Linked DNA regions of Mus musculus: region 1 is linked to region 2. A link is a contact called in public Hi-C data. All regions are on one chromosome and are shown on one strand. Each heading gives the region's core, a stretch centred on a gene start, on an enhancer-like site or on the middle of the called end of the contact. The rest is flanking DNA. Distances are from core to core; before and after follow the strand shown.

Region 1 (4,018 bases), core at 1,402-3,901, 210 kb before region 2:
GCCCCTAATGAAGGAGCTAGAAAAAGTACCCAAGGAGCTAAAGGGGTCTGCAACCCTATAGGAGAAATAACAATATGAACTAACCAGTACCCCCCAGAGCTGTGTCTCTAGTTGCATATGTAGCAGAGGAGGCCTAGTCGGCCATCAATGGGAGGAGAGGCCCTTGGTCTTGTAAAGATCATATGCCCCAGTACAGGGGAACACCAGGGCCAGGAAGCAGGAGTGACTGGGTGGGGAGCAGGGTCGGGGGAGGGTATAGGGGACTTTCGGGATAGCATTTGAAATGTAAATGAAGAAAATATCTAATTAAAAAAAAGAATTTGGTGTGTCAATCTGGCTTCCAAATGTCATTAGACATATGTCAGATTGACAGAACTTACATTAAATAATATAAATCTTTGAGGAGCTTTTTCAAAGCAATGTGAAAAACTCTTAAGACTTTCATTGACAAATCAGGTTTTTTTTTTTTAAGTATGAGGAATTCATATGTGAATAAATGTTCAATTTCATGAACAGTCAAGGAAATACAAAATAAAATGCTAAGGGACTACTGTTCATGTAAGAAGCTGACACTGACACTTAATCAAGTGGAACTCATGTGATGGTGGGATGAAATAGAAGTAGAATAGATCTGATGGTTTCCACTTTAGAATTAAGCACCAAAAACTTGAAATGTGTACAACACATAAACACACATGGCACACACACATGCACGCACATATTTGAGACAAGGTCTTACATAGTCAAGGTTAACACGCAATTCACTACTTTGCTAAGGATGGTCTTGAACTTCTAATCTTTCTGACTCTACCTCTCAAGTGTTTGAGTTATAGGTGTGATTCATCAGGTCTGGCTTTGTGAGTTTATGTGATTCAGGGAATAAAACCTAGGGCTTACACTACTCTAGGCAAGCACTCTACCAACCAAGTCATAGCTTCTCCACCCACTGTCCCATGTGTGTATAAAAGGGGTAAAATTTCAACCAAATTATGAAAAGTTGTGAATAGCTGAATAAATCACAAAAATGTCTATGCTGTACTAATAGAGCGCAGTATATAGTACAATATGTGAAATGAGAACATACTATTGATATAATTTCATATTAAAAATAAAAGTGGTTGACTGCAACAGCATGCATGTATTAGCTTTCTACTGCTGCTATGACAATTGCCACAGCCTTAGTGGCTTATTACCATACAGTTGAGCATCTTAAAGTCCTGGCATATGTCTCAAGCCCTCGCACCAGTATCTGCAGACCTGTGCTCCCTTGCAAAGGCTCTGTGGTAGAATCCATTTTCTTATTCTCTAAGGTTTGGTAGAGTACATTCCCTGAGGTTGCTGGATTGAGTCTGGGTTGTTGCTATTTTCTTTCTGGTCACACAGCTTTTTCGTTTTGAGAGGCTGCTCACTTTCGTCGGTTCAAAGGCTCTTTCCTTCACACTCAAAGCTAGCAGTTATGTCAAGTTTCTTCTCTACTTCAAGAATCTCCTCTTAAAAATCTTACCTTGCTTTGCTTGGTGGTGGTGGCACACACCTTTAATCCCAGCACTCAGGAGGCAAAGGCTGATGGATTTCTGTGAGTCTGAGGCCAGTCTGGTCTACAAAGGGAATTCCCTACAAAGGGAATTCCAGGACAGCTAGAGCTGCATAGTGAAATTCTGTCTCAACAAACAAGAACGAACAAAATCCAAACAAAGCAAAACAACAATAAAAACAATAAACTAAAAATAACAACGTGCCTCGCTGGCTAAGCAGGGGAAGGCTCCTTTAATAACGTATACTGCTAAATTGGGTGAACCTGGAAAACCTAGACCACAGCCCCTTTTCCCATCTTAGGATTTGTAACCTAATCATGTTTACAAATATCATGACATGTCTCTTTTTGTCACATACACATGTTCATGGGTGCCAGAGATAAGACATGGACATTTTTGAAGAATGGTATTTTGTTACCACTTTAGATTAAAGATGTTACAAAGACATATGCATGAATCCAGCTTAATGGCCAAACATGTACCAGGAAGATGGTATGATTATTTAAAAGCTGTAAAATTAAGACTAACTTTTATTAAAGGAAAAAAAAAAACAACAACAACAACTTCCAGGTTGGAAAGGGGTGGTCATGGGGAGGTGAGAGGTTCCAAGGATTAATGAAAATGGAAGGTACATAAAAAAGCTGTATGGAAATTTAAAATCTTTCCACACAAGAAGAAACTAGTGGGGAATAGTAGAACCTAAGCATCAAGAAAGGAGGGGAGTGGCTACTTTAGGAGTTAAAGGTTCAAGTGGGGACAGGAGGAGAGGGGAAGGGAGGTTAGCCAAAGCTAAGAATCTGTGAAAAAGGCCTATGGGAAACCCACTAGTTTATGAGCTAATAAAATATGTTCTATATTTCAATAAGGAGTTGAATATAAGTACTTTGCATGGATGGATGATGCTGCTTCCAGAAGATGTATTATTAAATACAAATCTTGTTGTCAGACATGGAATGAGCTATTCACTGGTCAGGGAGACCTCAGAGGAAGCCAAAACAACACACACTTTTTGGTTGCCTAGGATAACTAGGTAGTAAGATGTTATTGGTGAGGACACTCACTTAGGGACAAGTGTGGCAGGATGTGGCCACTAGTGCAGTGTGGCATGACAGTCATGGGATCAACAAACCACTTTCAGATTGGATATGAGGTCTGCTTCACAGGAGGGAATTTATGGCTATACTGTAAACTGGATCAAAAGCCCATGACACTGAAGAGCAAGGGCCCTAGGAGGAAAGCTACTACTGTTTTAATGCTAAGTGACTGTGCAGTCAAACTGCCTTCTAAATATTTATGGCTATGCTCATTGATTTCTGTTACACTCAGCTTTGGTCAGGGAAGATTCTTTCCAGAGTGCATAGTGATTAACTCAGAGATTCATCACTGGTCAAACTACTGAATATGAGTCCGGGTGCTCAGCTACGGATGGAACAGCCATGTTTTCCCATCCAAGGCCGAGGAAACATCATGGCAGAGAGAGAAGAAATAGTGTAGGAGCTGGGTAATAGAGGGGGGAGCTCTGCATGCCAACGTTAGAACATAACATGGCTGTGGCCCATATCACTCATAGCAGTTGCAATTATCTGCACAAGGTCATGACAATCAAAATCCCTCCTAGATGGGTAAGGAGCCCCTGAGGGCAATCCTTGATAGAAGAGCTATTGTCAGTTGATGGCTACTACGGGAAGGAAAAGTCATTTCTTTTGGGGACATGGCCACTGGTAGGTTGCTCATAGGATGGTGAGCAATAGAAGGTATTGGAAGGAGGTAGTAGTGGATAGATATGATTAAAATATATTGTATAAATGTATGAGATTTTTCAGAAAATAAGTAAAATATTAAAAGCTCTCTAGTATTCTTTTACTTTTCCTAAGATCAGGAAAACTATTACCACAGTGATTTGGACTGGGATAACAGCCTAAGAAGGGATCAGTTAACATACTGTTAGGGTCTAGTCTGTGGGCTTCCTCTTCAAAGTGCACTTCGAATGGAGGAGAAACCCCAAGAGATAATACCCTATGGAAGATAATACCCTCTTTCTTTCCACTGGATACTTAGGAGTAATCTTTTACTTTCTCTGTAACCTCGACCTTTCTTGGAAGGTACTTGTTTAATGGCATGAATAATGTCCTGAAGGTCAGTGAGTCAACAAACACTTCTTGGGGATCTTTTGTATCACAGTTATGGATATTGATGGAACACAATGGGTGAGATCAGAAGGCTGTGTATTGGGATGTGAAGGGAGGAGGAAAGAGGGAAGAGGGAAGGAAGGAAGAGGGAGGAGGGAGGAGGGAAGGAGAGAAGAAGGAGGAGGGGAGGAGACTAAATTTTGCTGAGTCTAATGGATTAAATAAACTAAGGGAAAATGAGATTCTCTGATCAAAACTATGAGCTTCTGCTTCATACTGAATATATTGTCTATTTTCTGCTCCTTTGACACTAGGTCCATATTGGACCATAATGCAATTATCTCTTTTCTTTCT
Region 2 (3,906 bases), core at 979-3,478:
TGGTCTTTCTGTCTTAGATGAAAGTTCCTTTCCTGGGCTTCAGACATCTCTGCTCACCTACCAGTCAGATATTAAAAGTAACAGCTTTATTGAGGCAAAACAAGCACATGATGAGCTTCACACATTTGAAGAGTAAAATTTCTTACGTCTGACAGCTGCTTCAAGCTGAAAAGCTGTCACGAGAATTGAGGAATGTACTTCTCAGAACAGGGTCCCCTCTGCTGTCCTTCTCTTCCCTCATAGTCCCAGGAGAACCGATCTCCTTTTGCTGTAGGACATTTTTTCATGTGCTGCACGTAGCATCATTGGTAAGACGCATTCCAGTCAGGATTCAGAGGCTCACTTCCTTTTATTCTCGAACAGCATGCTGTCGGAGTTATATTACAGCTGCCTTGTGCAGTCAGTCACTGATGTTCTTTATAGTTTGTGGCTACTATGAACAAAACTACTATGAAGTTGCTTCATTTCTTACCCATAAATACCCAGATGTAGAATGTCTAACGTAGAAGAGAAAGAAAAGGAAAGAATGTAAAATTGTTTCTAAAGGTTTGTACCTTGGCTTTGTGATCTTTCAGATAAGGCCAAGTACAGAAGACATGTGCCTACAAGCGCCACTGCATCTTTGCCGAATACTAAGACTACCCACATTGCCTTCAGCCTAATTACATTTATAGAATTGTGACAATTACCCTGAGCAGCTCAGACTCCTGCTCTCTGCTCTCCTCTTCCGTATCCTGCCTCAGTGCCATTCTTCAAGACCCTACTTGAGTCTCTGACATCTGTCCACACTTCTTTCCACCCAAAGAAACATAGGCATCCTACAGACTTGGCCACTCCCTCCATAGTACTGGGTCCATGTGCTATATATAATTCATGCACCTGAAAGGTACCTTGTCCTACCTAGGAAAGGAAAACAGAATGAAAGGAAAGCAGAAACACCCATGATATCACCGTGTACATTGGGATTCACAACAAGCTTGAATGTTTCCCTTCCTTGAGGAACAGCGAGTTAAGCCCCAGTCCAAGTTGAAACAGAAAACAAACTTCACTTTCAAATAGCTCTCTTTCCTTCGGTGAGTCTCCCTTCACGACAGGACCAATCACAGTGAAATACAGCATTCATATTTCTGAGCAATAAGCCAAAAGAGGGCACTAGCAAGAGATGCCTACAAATTTCCATTCCTTTCAAGTTTCATGCTTACAATTTAAAAACTTCGAGCCCAGGGGAGAAAGGAACTCTAAGGTTTCTCAGCCTTTTAGGGAAAGAAGCAGGCCTGTTTTGGAGATGCCCCTGGGACTGCTACAAAAGCCTCCTAACTGGAGGACTCTGTGCTCCCACTAAACCCTGGGGCTGAACCAGCCCCTGGAGGAGCAGAAGAAAGGAGATCGTCTTACAGGGCAATTCCAGTGTGCTCCGTTTCCTTTGCTAAGTTGTGCATCTGCAGAAGGTACTATTTTAACTGTTTCTGGACTTCAGCAAATAAAATCATAGCTACGAAACACACTCATCACAGACCTTAGCCAATGAGCAAGGACAAAATTGTGAAGGGAGAGTTATTGCACATTGTTGTTGTTGTTCTTAATCTCTCTCTCTCTCTCTCTCTCTCTCTCTCTGTGTGTGTGTGTGTGTGTGTGTGAGTGTGTGTGTGTATTTAAGAGTGCAGGGCACAGCATATATGCAAAGTCAGAAAGACAGTTCTCTCCCTCTATCTACTGTATGGCTTCCAAAGACACAGTCAAAGTTGTCAGACTTGGTGGCAAGAGCTTTTACCTGCTGAGCCATCTCCTTGGCCCACAGAGAGATTTTTACACCCAATTTCAGTGGCTTATATTAGTTGAGTACCCCACTCCATACTTCACAAGTAATTGGTCTCATATCTCTATTAGATTTCAGTCTTGTGCTCTGCATTTTTTAGAAAGACGTTGAAAAGTCACCTGACATTTCTAAGGAGAGAGGGCTCCGATTTTAGGAGGTGGGCCTCTAAAGTCTGCATGAACTGAAAACCAGCTGTTCAATCAGGAAAGCTGTCTGACTCTGGCAGCTACAAGATCTATCCTGTGACTACTCTTTTTAAGACAGAGAAGAAAGGGGGCTGGGCCAGGAAGGTTGGGATGAAAAGCAGGGTTTCCTGAGGAAACTCAGCTTGGGCCTCTGCAGTCACTGATGTTGCTTTTCCTCTTCGAATGCTAACGCTGAGTCTGCAACCCACTGGCTCTCCTTACCCCATTACATCAGCAGGCATTGTCTTCCCCTGAGCAAGCTCTAAAGTGTTGTATCAGACATGCTTGGGGCAACAGTGGTGGGAGATGAAGGAGGAAATGATTTCACTTTCAGCCTCAGAAGGGGGATTCCCAAGACATGGTGGGTAGACAGCCCGTAAGATATCAGAGATCTGATCTTAGATGCGTGCACACTTACACCCTTCCCCACAGTTAGGGTACCCAGATGTGACAGGTTGGGGATGGTGATATGCTTTTTGGCAAGCTCGCTGTGAATATGGGTTGGCTAGTGAGTGTGAAACCCTCAGTGTGGACGTGATCTTTGCCATGTTTATGCCTGGCCTTCAGAAGGACTGGTTATGCTACCATATAAGAAGCCTAATAACTATTTCCCAGGTAAAAGTGCAGGGTAGGGAAGAGGACCCTGCTGAGACCAGTCTTCAAGCCATCTCTGCTACTCTGCTTTAAAATGTTGTCTCCAGGTCATGCTGCTGTTTTAAAGCTTGTGGAGCCCCGTTAGCATGTGACTTACCTGGCAGGACTTCCGCCCTTAGGGGCACTTCCACTCTGTTTCCTCTGTTGGCTCAAGCTCTGCTTCCTGATCCACTAAGATGTGAGCAAGCCAAATTGCACTCCTGGCCATCATAGACAGGAGTCTCTCCCACTGTCCTGAACACCACCATGCCTTCCTATCATGAAACTGAGAGCCCAGATAAACCCTTCCTCCCGCTAGCTACTTCTGCTAAATATTTTGTCGTGGGGAAATGAATGAGTCTGCCAGGGTGCAGTCATTTGTTATCTTCAGCCCAGCCACCATCTAAATTACCACCAAGAGATCCCATTCCACTCCATAGTCAACTACTGACCCACAGAAAGGAAATCAATTCTTGGCCTGTAGGTAATGGTTGTTTCTCAGCTTGTCAAGTTTTTGGGTGTTTCTTGGAGAGAAGAGAGAAGCCACCCCTTGGAGCCGTGGGTAAGGACAACTTCTATAGGACTGTCTATATCTTATATGGCTTTTCAAGACCTCAGTCCTGTTCTTTTTTTTTTTTTTTTGTACATAAACTTTATTTAAAACTTTATTAAAAACTTGCAAATAAATAAAACTAAAGCTAGGTAATGATAAGTAATAAGGTAGAAATAAAGCTCGTTGTTTTTCTAGCTCCAATTCTGTCATAGGCTTTCTTGGTTTTGGTGGTGGGTAAGTTCACTACATATATTAAATACTGAAAGCATACAAATTTAATATAACATTTCAGAGCTTCTGTTCTGAATGTTGATTCTAAATATATTGAAGTTCATTCACTAAGATGTATAGACTTGAAGTCTGATTAATTTTGGTGAGTGATTTTTTTTTTTATTAGTCAGTCCTGTTCCTTATCCACACACTTCAGTGGGCATCTATGACTTATATGCAGACATGTAGTACCCTGGGCATGTGCCTCCCACCGGAGCATTTGAACTTGTAGAGGAGCATGGTAGTTTGAATATGCTTGGTACAGGGAATGGCGCTATTAGGAAGTGTGGCCTTGCTGTAGTAAATGTGGCCTTGTAGGGAGGAAGTGTGTCACTATGGGGGTGGACTTTGAGACTCTCCTCCTAGCCATGTAGGAGCCAGTCTGCTCCTAGTGGCCATCAGCTCCTCCATCCCCACATCTGCCTGGACACTGCCACCTTCCTGCCTTG

Evidence for each region. A called contact is a pair of places that touch in the nucleus more often than the background predicts.
Region 1: a Hi-C map of the MNK3 cell line shows a contact between it and region 2, with 2.5 times the contacts expected there. The contact joins two enhancer-like sites. A contact is called at or near these places in 8 of 484 Hi-C or Micro-C datasets (B cells, the MNK3 cell line, astrocytes and 5 more) and 1 of 115 datasets of contacts at active chromatin or transcription factors (large pre-B cells).

The regions. Positions count from the first base shown.
Region 1 is chr2:124,913,239-124,917,256 of GRCm38.p6, reverse strand. No RefSeq gene overlaps it. Among named protein-coding and RNA genes, the nearest start is that of Gm39920, 120 kb to the right of the region's middle. Within about 2 kb of position 2,651, at least 4 of the 459 cell types and tissues checked have an H3K27ac peak or open chromatin away from gene starts, as enhancers often do. A contact at or near this core is called in the MNK3 cell line, where this site is marked.
Region 2 is chr2:124,703,448-124,707,353 of GRCm38.p6, reverse strand. It overlaps Gm34484 (a long non-coding RNA gene), which reads left to right. Exons shown (of 5, transcript XR_003953897.1): 5 at 576-1,504. Among named protein-coding and RNA genes, the nearest start is that of Gm34484, 16 kb to the left of the region's middle. Within about 2 kb of position 2,228, at least 36 of the 459 cell types and tissues checked have an H3K27ac peak or open chromatin away from gene starts, as enhancers often do. A contact at or near this core is called in the MNK3 cell line, where this site is marked.